Regions from separate parts of the Mus musculus genome. Here all the other regions are linked to region 2. The links are chromatin contacts, called in public HiChIP or PLAC-seq maps. All regions are on one chromosome and are shown on one strand. The core of a region is the stretch at or near the end of the contact, and the rest is flanking DNA. Distances in the headings are between cores, read along the strand shown.

What was found. HiChIP or PLAC-seq counts read pairs in DNA pulled down with a chosen protein or histone mark.
Region 1: a contact with region 2 is called in an H3K27ac HiChIP or PLAC-seq map of embryonic stem cells, with 4 times the contacts expected there. The contact joins the promoter of Tmem150b here to the promoter of Mboat7 in region 2. A contact is called at or near these places in 7 of 39 promoter capture datasets (the C10 cell line, cranial neural crest, embryonic stem cells and 3 more) and 4 of 115 datasets of contacts at active chromatin or transcription factors (embryonic stem cells, extraembryonic endoderm stem cells, large pre-B cells and 1 more).
Region 3: a contact with region 2 is called in an H3K27ac HiChIP or PLAC-seq map of cardiomyocytes, with 4 times the contacts expected there. The contact joins the promoter of Isoc2a here to the promoter of Mboat7 in region 2. A contact is called at or near these places in 4 of 39 promoter capture datasets (cranial neural crest, liver and pre-B cells), 3 of 115 datasets of contacts at active chromatin or transcription factors (cardiomyocytes, large pre-B cells and pancreatic cancer cells) and 2 of 9 other capture datasets (embryonic stem cells and liver).

The regions. Positions count from the first base shown.
Region 1 is chr7:4,723,494-4,727,005 of GRCm38.p6, reverse strand. It overlaps Tmem150b (transmembrane protein 150B), which reads left to right and starts at 1,924. Exons shown (of 6, transcript NM_001142792.1): 1 at 1,924-2,098; 2 at 2,482-2,541; 3 at 2,630-2,697; 4 at 3,095-3,222. The coding sequence starts at 2,031.
Region 2 is chr7:3,691,138-3,694,835 of GRCm38.p6, reverse strand. Mboat7 (membrane bound O-acyltransferase domain containing 7) reads left to right here and starts at 1,850. Exons shown (of 8, transcript NM_029934.4): 1 at 1,850-2,095; 2 at 2,718-2,796; 3 at 2,901-3,030; 4 at 3,448-3,574. The coding sequence starts at 2,721. Tsen34 (tRNA splicing endonuclease subunit 34) reads right to left here and starts at 1,226. Exons shown (of 5, transcript NM_001164204.1): 1 at 947-1,226; 2 at 1-238. The coding sequence starts at 234.
Region 3 is chr7:4,875,482-4,878,977 of GRCm38.p6, reverse strand. Isoc2a (isochorismatase domain containing 2a) reads right to left here and starts at 1,925. Exons shown (of 6, transcript NM_001101598.1): 1 at 1,785-1,925.

The sequences.
Region 1 (3,512 bases), core at 675-3,174, 1.0 Mb before region 2:
GACAGGGTTTCTAGGTTTAGCCCTGGCTGTTACAATGTAGCCCTGGCTGTCCTTGCCATGTAGACAAGGCTGGCTGCCTCAAACTTAAGAGTTCTGCCTGTCTCTGCCTCCTGAGTGCTGGGATTAAAGGAGTGTGCCACCAGTGGCCGGCTTGACACTAATTATTATTATTTTTTAAAGATTTATTTATTTATTTATTTATTTATTATATGTAAAGTACACTGTAGCTGTCTTCAGACGCACCAGAAGAGGGCATCGGATCTCATTACGGGTGGTTGTGAGCCACCATGTGGTTGCTGGGATTTGAACTTCCGACCTTCGGAAGAGCAGTCGGGTGCTCTTACCCACTGAGCCATCTCACCAGCCATTAATTATTTTTATCATTACCATTATTATTTCATTGGGGGAGGGCATGTAGCACCATGTGAGTGCACGCATACAAGTTAGGGCTAGAGGAGATGTCAGATGGTTTCTTTACCTTCTCCCTGTTCCCTCAGGTCTCCTCATCCGAAGGGATGCTTGTTGTCTTTTAGGCTAGGCTGGCTCTTGGGAATCTGTCTTTGACTTTGTTGCTGCAACAGTGGTGTGCACAAACAGGCCTGCTTGTGTGGTGGGTACTGGGTATTCAAATCCAGATGTTCAGGTTTCCAGAACAAGTGCTGTTATCCACTGAGCTGTCTCTCTAGGCCCTAATCCCAGCACTAGGAAGGCCGGGGTAGGAGAATCTTGCATCCGAGGTCAATCTAGGCTATGTACTAAGATCCATCCTGTCTCAGAAAACAAAGATAGAAAGTCTAAGAAGCTGCTTGTGGGGGTAGAGATTGCAGATGGGGATCTTATAACCACTATCACCTTCCCCACTCACACCCTGCCCATTGTGGGAATTTTTAAAAAAGATTTATTTATTTATTTTATGTATATGAGTACACTGTAGCTATACAGATGGTTGTAAGCCTTCATGTGGTTGTTCAGAATTGAATTTTTTTAGGACCTCTGCTCGCTCTGGTCAATCCTGCTCGCTCAGGGCCAATTATTATACATAAGTACACTCTAGCTGTCTTCAGACACCCCAGAAGAGGGTGTCAGATATCATTACAGGTGGTTGTGAGCCACCATGTGGTTGCTAGGATTTGAACTCAGGACCTCTGGAAGAACAGTCAGTGCTCTTAACCGCTGAGCCATCTCACCAGCCTGGGGAACTCTTGTTAGAACAGAAAAAGAAAGGGTGAGGGGAAGGGAAGAGAAGAGGAGCGTGTGGGGTGGGATCATCAAGATCCCACATCAAGCAACCCAAAAGACTGAACCCAGAAGGCACAATCCCAGAATGGACAAGCAGCCTACAGCTCTTCAGGAGACAGGACGGGAACATCACCAACTCCAGGTCAGCAGGGGCTATAGAAGACTCCAGAAAAGAGACCTGCATTTGCAGGTAGGTAATGGTGGCTGGACTCCAGAAGTGACATGTATGTATGCATTCAGGGAGCTGTATGTAGTTTGTGGGGAGGATAAAGTACCGGGGGATTTGGACGTTGAACCCACAAAACTGTAGGAAGGAAGTTAGGGGCTCCCTGAAGCAAGAGTGTCCCTTTTACGAATCTGAGACAGGAAGTAGTTGTTTGGGTAGATTACAGACGATGACTACTGATTAGACCCAAAGCTGAATATCTCATACACACTCAGCCTGGACTTTGCCTCTTCCGGAATTCGGAGGCCTGCCTTCTTTTGCCACACCTGGAATCACCTGGTACTGCCACTCAGATCTAAATGTATTAAGGAAATGGAGAGAATTTGAGGGAACTTGGAAAGGTGAGGGCCCTAAGGGAACCCGGAGCCTGGGAGCTGGCAGTGAAGAGCCAGGAAAACAGACCAACAACAGTTGATTGGGTCTGAAGAAGATAGGGAAAAGAGCCCCGAGCAAGGCCAGGCTTCCAGCCAGTGGGACCACAAAAGCAGGTGGGCCGTCTTCAGCACCACACACCTAAAGACTGCTTGGAGATCCAGCTTCTTCACTTCCACTGCAGAGCGCAGCAATGTGGAATTACCTGTCCTTGCTGCCTGTCATCTTATTTCTGTGGGCTATAGCTGGCATCTGGATTGTGTAAGTAGCAGAGGCCCTAAAGGATGCTTGGGTCTGAGGGAGGAAGATTGGGGTCTGGACTTTTGGGTCTGAAGGAGGGCTAGATTCCTGGGTCTGAGGGAGGAGGGCTGGGGACAGGACTCCAGGTCTGAGGGAGGAGGGCTGGGGACTGGACTCCAGGTCTGAGGGAGGAGGGCTGGGGACTGGACTCCAGGTCTGAGGGAGGAGAGCTAATGTTTGGATTTTTGGGTCTGAGGGAAGACAGCTGGTTTTTGGATGGCTTCTTGTGACACAGGATAGAGGCCAGAAGTCCATTAACACAGGGAAGTGTTTGGTTTAGGGAACAGAAAGGAAAGCTCTCTACAAGATCCACTTACTAACTTCCTGTATTCCTCTCGTCTCAGTTTTGCAATCGCTGTGGTTAATGGTTCTGTGGACCTCAACGAAGGCTTCCCTTTTATCAGGTTGTTATGGCTGAGGTGGTGATGGGGGAGGCAAATAGAGGGTCTTGTCTGGGAGGAGCCAAAAGATGACCCTGTTCTTCTTTTGCAGTATCTGTGGCTCTTATGCTCCTCAGAGCTGCATTTTCGGCCAAGTCCTCAATATAGGAGCTGCTCTAAGTAAGTATTTCTATACCTTTCCTTTCACTGCCAGCCCAAAGGTGCCTAAAGGGTCCCCATCTCCTCCTTCCTCAGACCAGAGCAACTGGTTTCCCTGAAAGCCAGGAGCCTTCTTCCCTCAGACCCCAAGGTTCATGCCCCAGACCTCCTTCCTCACACCCAGGAGTCTAGACCCCAATTCTCTTCTCTCAGACCCAGAGTCCATACCCCAGTCTTTCCCCCTCAGATCCAGGAATCCAGATCCCAGTCCGTCTCCCTCAAACCTCCAAGCCCGTACCTCCAAATCCCTTCTTCCCTCATCCTATGTTTAACTGGGACACCAGCATTTTCCTGTTTCAAATCTTCCCCTCCAGCTGCGAATCCTGTGATGAGTTTGCCTCTCACTTCTCTTTCCTAGCTGTTTGGATCTGCATTGTGCGTCATCACCAACTCCGGGACTGGGGCGTCAAAACCTGGCAAAACCAGCTAATTCTGTGGTCGGGGATCCTTTGTGCCCTGGGTACCTCCATAGTAGGCAACTTCCAGGTGAGATGCGCTGGAAAGCAACCTGGGGGGCGGGGGGAACTGGACTACATTTCCCTACGGCTTCTGGTGGCTCTTTCTGTGTACTCGGCTCGCAAAGCTTTCTGGGGTTTGTAGTTCTCACGACTCTTGCACTATAGAGGGCTTTATGGGGTGTCCTGTATGTATTAGGGTGTGTGTTCAGAACCTTGTGGAACCCTCGGAGGTTGGGAGAATTTTATTGCAGCCACCATTATCTGCCTCACTTCCTCATGAAATTGTTGCAGTGCGGTACAATGATCGAGTCTTACCAG
Region 2 (3,698 bases), core at 601-3,100:
GTTGCGGGGGTCCGGGCGCGGGGCGCTGACTAGGGTCACCGCGCCTATCTCGGCCAGGAGCCGGGCTTCTTCAGGCAGCAGCAGAAGCGGAAGGCCCAGGCGCGAGTTCTGGCGGGGCCCGCGGGGCAGGGCGCCCACCGTGCGTCCCCCGACTCCCAGACGCTCCCGCAGCGCCTGCACGGCCTCGGCTCCCCACACCAGCGAGCGGCCATTTGCGACCTCCACCACCAGCATCTTCCTGCGGAGTGGGGGTGCGTCGCGGTCACCCAAACAGCCCCACCGACCCGACTGAAGTCTTCCACGCCCTCAGCGCAAGACCCCGCCCCTCACCCCCCAAGGGGCGGGGCTGGGGTTGCCACCTGCCCCCCCCCGCCCCCCAGCCAAGATCTACCCAGGGACCAGTTAAGACCACGCCCCTCACCCAGGTCCCACCGTTCCGCTCCCCCTCAGCTCCAGGTGACCATCTTCTCTGCCAAAGCGTACCACCATCTCTCGTCCCCTCAGAGAGACCTCCCGCCATAGTGGTGCACCGCCCTTTTTGCAAAGTGGGTGTCTTCTTATGCGTCCGTCAAATCTCAGAACCTCAATGTAGGGTGGTTTGCTCAAGCCACACCCTCTTCTAAATACTTGGAGCCCAGCCCCTCCCCTTTCGAAGTGCCCAGATTCGCCTTTCCCGCCTATTCTGAGTCGGACTTTAAAAGAAACCCAGTCCTGTCTTGCGCCAGCTGTTCGATGTTCCAGCATCCTAAATTCGGCTCAATCGGGAGTCCTGCCTACCCGAACGCAAGCGTTTCAGCCTTCGGAAGATCTCGACTCTATTCCCGAACGCATGCGGGAGATCTCGGCTCAGTAGAATCAGCCACCCCCTCTAAGTTGCAAAAGGTTCAGCATTCGACCCTAGCCAGATCCCATCGTTCTTCCAGCTGTGGCCCCGCCCACTTCCTACCCAATTTAAGGAGTTCACAATTACGATTGAATCCACAGTCGCACTCGAGGTGCAGTGTGCGTCGTGGCTCCCTTTCAATCTGTCGTACTGTCCTCAGGCAGAGGCAATAAGTCAACCCCTAGCCAACACCAACTCTCGGCTAAGGCGGAGCTGGCCCTACGTAGCGCGTCCTCCGTCATCCCGTCAGGTCAGCAAAGCGGAAAAGCCAAGAAAGCCCTCACTGCCACTCCGGTCTGCACAAATGGGACCTTGAGGGTCATTGCTCTGGCCTCGCCCCCAAATCCACCAGTCATGTCGGCCCCGCCCCTTCGCCGTTTTCCGGTCTTCTGTGGCTCCGCCTTCCTCCCTCAAGACTATTAGCTCAGCCTGTTAAGTCTACTGATTATTTCCAAAGTTAGGCCAAAACGGCTGCCCTCAATATCATTTGACCGTGACCTGAAAAAGCATTCAGCTATCTGAAGTAAGTCCAAATATGCGATCCCGCCCACACCCCGTGGTTCTTTGACTCTCGGACCCCGGCTGATTCCGACTATCTCCGAAGTAAGCCGAAGCATGCGGTCCCGCCTACTTCGTTCTGCGTTCTTGAGCCCGCCTAACACTACACAACGACTTTTGGACCCGATTATTTCCGAATCAAGCCGAAGTGTGTGGTCCCGCCTACATCCGGCCGAGTTTGTAAACGCATCTAATTCCGAGCCGTGACTTTGGAATTCGGCTATCCCCGAAGTAAGCCGAAGCTGTGGCACTCCATGCCGAGGGCTTGAATGACCGAGTGTGCCCGAAGGAATCCGAAGCTGAAAGTCTGTCTCTGAGCTCCAGGTCCCTCCTCCTCAAGTCTCAACGGGACTCGAAGATCTTGGCCCCGCCTCTCTGACCCGAAACCCCGCCCCTTCACGTACTGGCAGCTCTTTGCCCGGGGACCTCCTAGAAAGATCGCGACAGGCATCTTGCGGCAGACTGGTGTTCTGGGTACCTTTCTTGCGGTGCTGTAACTCGTACAGCCGCGGCTCTCGGGGCCTGGACCGCGCAGCCCTGCCGGCGCCCTCCAGAACGGGCAGTGCGGGGGCGTGCTGAGCTGGGGAGGCGTGGCGCGAGCCGAGGCGGCCTCGAAAAGGAGCTCCGCAGTCTTCTGGCCCACGGACGGTTCAGGTGGGCCCAGGTTGGGTTGCATGGCGGCGTCACGAAGATCGTAGGGTGGCGGGGTGCGGGGACAGCGCCCAGAGCGTGGCCGGGCTGGGTGGCGTAACCGCCTGTGGATCTGCCGAGGCAGAATCGGATACACGCTGGCCTTCGCTGCGCGGGGCTGGGCTACGAAAGGTGCTTGCAGATCGTACAGGGTCATTGCCTTCTCTCCGAGGTACGGGTTAAAGAGGAGCCCAGAGCTCAGAGCTTAGAAAACAGGATGCTAAATGCTGGGCTTCTCCGAGCTGGGCGGGAGTGGGAGTACTGGGTCCTGTAAGACGCAGAGGAAATTGGGGACCCAGAAGGGCTCCAATGTACTCAGGAGGGTGAGGATGATACAGATTCCTGGGCTCTCAGAGAAGAGGGGTGTTGTGAAGGATTGTTTTTCTGGCCGGAAGGTGTGGGTCATAAATGGAAGTAGAAGTACTTTTGATTTCAACATTGGCAAAGGGGTGGGGTGGGGGCTTAATTCTTGGGTCCTGGAAGGAGGAGTGAGCTGGAGGCCTGGGTTCTCAAAGGGGATTCTACTGTCTTCAAAAGAGGAAGGGACTGGAATACTGGTTCTCACTGTGAGTCCTTCCTCCCCCAGACCATGACACCCGAAGAATGGACATATCTAATGGTCCTTCTTATCTCCATCCCTGTTGGCTTCCTCTTTAAGAAAGCTGGTGAGTCAGGTTCCTTGTCTAGTGGAAAATTAGGGTGAGGGAGCTGGGGTGGGGAATCACCCCTCCCGAAGGTTCTAGGCTTATACTTTACCTTTTCCTTTCAGGACCTGGGCTGAAGAGATGGGGGGCAGCAGCTGTGGGCCTGGGGCTCACCTTATTCACCTGTGGCCCCCACAGTTTGCATTCTCTGATCACCATCTTGGGAACCTGGGCCCTCATTCAGGCCCAGCCCTGGTGAGAACTAGGTGGTGAGAAAGGAAGAAGGATGCAGAGAAGCAGCAGTCTGTTTCCTCTTCGAGTCTTCTATTTCTTCTCCTTTAATCTTACTGTGTGTCGCTATGCCTTGGCCATCTTTCTTCCCACCTTGTGTCTTTGCCCCAGTCCTCAGTATCCATGTGGCAGACTGACTTCCATAGTCCAGTCAGGCTGAGCTCTGGCTGAAGTGCCTTCCTTCTTCCAGAAGCTTCTCTTAATGCCGGTCATTCTTTTCTTATCTCTGGCTGTGCCTCTTCTGTCTCTGTTACTCACCAGTCTTCTCACCTCTTCTTCTCTGTCTGAATGTGGGCAGGGGCGGGGGTGGGTATCTCAGGAGAAGGAAACAGAGGCTAAGGTCCCTGTACCCAACATTATGACTTCCCACCTCTGTCCTAGCTCCTGCCATGCCCTGGCTCTTGCCTGGACCTTCTCCTATCTCCTCTTCTTCCGAGCCCTCAGCCTGCTGGGCCTGCCCACTCCCACGCCCTTCACCAATGCTGTCCAGCTGCTGTTGACACTGAAGGTGAGACTTGGCGAACACTACTTCTTTTAGTCTCCCTGGGAGCTGGGGAGCCTCCTTGCTTTCTCCTCCCAGACTTTCTCATAGTAGGGGGAGGGCTGTGGAGTTTTATCTTTCACAAACCCTA
Region 3 (3,496 bases), core at 676-3,175, 1.2 Mb before region 2:
GTGTGGCCTTGTTGGAATAGGTGTGACCTGGTTGGAATGGGTGTGTCACTGTGGGTGTGGGTATAAGATCCTCACCCTAGTTGCCTGGAAGTCAGTCTTCCACTAGCAGCCTTTGAATGAAGATGTAGAACTCTCAGTTCTGCCTGCACCATGCCTGCCTGGATACTGCCATTCTCCCACCTTGAAGGTAATGGACTTAACCTATGAACCTGTAAGCCAGCCCCAATTAAATGTTGGTTTTTTATAAGATTTGCCTTGGTCGGGGGTGGGTGGGTATGGGGGACTTTTGGTATAGCATTGGAAGTGTAAATGAGCTAAATACCTAATAAAAATGGGGAAAAAAAAAAGATTTGCCTTGGTCATGGTGTCTGTTCACAGCAGTAAAACCCTAACTAAGACAGGGGGGATATGGAGCCTGAACCAGCCATCTCCTGTAATCAGGCAAGACTTCCAGTGGAGGGATTAGGATACCAACCCAGCCACAAAACCTCTGACCTACAACTTGTCCTGCTCACAAGATGTGTTGGGGTAAAGGTGGCCCAGAAATGGTGGGAGTAGCCAGCCAATGACTGGCCCAGCTGGAGACCCAAGCCACCAGAGGGAGCCCAACCCACTACCTGGGAGGCTAGATAGCCCAGAGACCTAGGATAGAACCAAACACTCCTGGCAGCAATAAATATTTTTTTTAAAATTGAGATGCCTAATGGTATAGATTGGTGCTTGGCCCAACTGTCATCAGAGACACTTTATCCAGCAACTTATGGAAAGAGATGAAGAGAACCACAATCAAAACATTAGGAAGAACTTGGGGAGTCCTGCAGAAAAGAGGGGGAGATTGCAGGAGTCAGAGAGGTCAAAGACAACAAGACAACCCACAGAATCAACTAACCTGGGCTCATAGGGGCTCACAGGGACTGAACCAGCAACCAGGGAGCCTGCACGGGATTGATATAGGCCCTCTACATATGTGTTTGGGTTGTGCAGCTTGGTCTTCTAGTGGAACTCCTAACAGTGGGAGAGGGGCTGTCTCTGACTCTTTCCTGCTTTTGGGACCCTTTCCTCATCCTGAGCGGCCTTCTCCAGACTTAATACTAGGGGAGGTGCACAGTCTTACTGCAATTTGATGTGCTATGTTTGGTTGGCGTCTGAGGGCAGGCATGCCCTTTTCGGAAAAGAAAGAGCAGTGGAGGGAAGGAGGGCTGTTGGGGAGGGAGGGAGGAGGGGAAACTGCAGTCGAGATGTAGTATCTGAGAGAATAAAAAAGAAAGAAAAAGTTCAGGCCAGCTAGGTATGATCTGCAGACGAAACGGAACCTGGGTGAGAGCTGGGACAGAAAATAACCAATCTAAGGGAGACAATGAAAGAGTGGAGGTGGGACGCGCGTGTGAAAAGTGAAGAGGGTGTCTAGACTGCAGAGAGATTTCGGGACATCGTGGGGGTCCTGGAAGGAGGCCTCAGCTCAGTAAAGGAAACCTGTCTTAGGCTGGGGTAAGTGACCTCCTGCGGACAGACTGGGGATGAGGTTGCTTAATTGGGCAAGTGGTTACTGCACACCACTACAGGAACCCAGATTTCTAAGCTCTGTGTCTCTGGGACGCTTTTCTTCTTGGAAGAAATGGGCGTGAGAATCGCCCACTCCTGGGGCTGATACAAAACTTAGCTCTGGAGAAGCTTGAAGTTCCTCCCTGATGATCCATCCTGAGACCAACTGGAGCCCCTCCTCAGCTGGACACCCCGCAAACCTTCCGTTTCCTCCGTCTGTAAGGACGGGCAGTTGGACTTACCCGGCGGTACCAGGTTCGAGTGCAGCAAGTCCCTCCACTAGGTCCCTTCAGCGCACTCTCCCCCACTGGACTGTCACTAGTTCCGGGCTGGGTCACCGTTTTGCCCACTTTGGACACGAGGTCTGCTCCCCTTACGTGTCTACCCCTCCCTCCCGAGCAGGCCAATCAGCTCGCGCCTCGGCTGCGCCCTGTAAGGGGGAGGGGCGGCTAAGGCGGGTCAGTCATGAGAATCTGATTGGTCCGCAGAAGCCTAAGGGGTGGAGAGATAGCGCACAGAACCAATGAAGAGCCGATGAGGGCTTGAGAGGCGGCCTCTGCTGAGAGCTCAGATTCTAACTGGGAATGAAGGTAGAGGTTATCAGGTTGCACCTTGTATTATTGCTGCGCCTCACAGTTACAACCTGCCTTTCTTATCTGAGCTAAAGGTACCTGCACCATCGTGGGCTACACACTGAAAGCCTGCTCCCTGAACCCCACTAAAAGACTGGCTTGCAGGGTTCAGCAAGGTCTGGACCTGATTTCTGTAGAAATCTCTAGAACCCTTATTTTGGAAGAAGAGAACTGAGTCCTGCAACTTGTCTTCTGACCTCTGCAGACCTGATGTGGCGCAGGCACGTATGCAAAGACAGAAACACACACACCACAGAATAAATAGATGGGAAAAATTAAGTAGATACAAGCAGGCATGCCATTGATGAATCTCAGGATTCCATGGATTCTACAGAGGCCAGGCTTCCTGTTCCCAGGAGTCATTTGGGCCTCAATTTCACCCCTCTGGAGGGAGCTCTGGAGTAGGGTGTGAGCCTGGAGGTGAAGTGATTGACCTGTGGCCTGGAGGTACTGGCACCCCTCTCAGAGACAGGATCCCTCTCTTTCCAGCCAATGCAACCCCCTCCCAAGTCTCCATTTAAAAGCCCTCAACATTCATCGCTGAGGTTGACTCTGCCTAGTCTCGCCTTGCTAAAGAGGCTTTTGTTCCCCTAATTGGCTATCTATCTCCAGGCACTTTCCTCTGCCTCTGCACCCATACACTGTCTGTTTTATATTCAGGCCCAGTTATGTTTTAATTGGTCATGTAGGAGACGCCCAACGAGCACCCTCCCCTCTTGTCTGCACTTTGTCTTTCTGTATCAGTTCTTAACCAGCAAGCTACAGGCTCCGGAGTCTACCCATCTACCCCATAAGACAAGCACGGTGTTAGGGCTCACCCGCACTCCCAGGGTGACCTCTCATTCTGGAACCGTCAGCCATCCAGTCCTTTGCACACTTGAGGAGTGTGCTCTGATCTGTATTTCTACTTCAGAACATTCAGCCGTGCATCCTAGAGCCCGTGCAGTCCCTCGGGGTCTCTCAACTGGGCCCTGAGATCTGTACGCAGTGAGACTTCTGTTTATACATTCCCTGGGGCTGCAGCCCAGGGACACCTGGTCCCCACAACTGGAGGCCCTACTGCTGGAGGTTCCTATATAGCCAGATTTTCAGAGTAGATGGCAGGAGGCCCCAAGGCTAGGTTCCAGCACTACTGGCATGCATTTATTGTATAACTACTGTATACTAGGCCCCAGAACTCAACACTGAGCAAAGTCAATGAAAGTTCCAGAGGCTGTCTCTAGGGCAGTGATTCTCAACCCGTGGGTCGAAACCCCTTTGGGGAGGAGTCAGTGACCTTTCCACTGGGGTTACATGTCAGATATTCTGCAAACCAGATATTT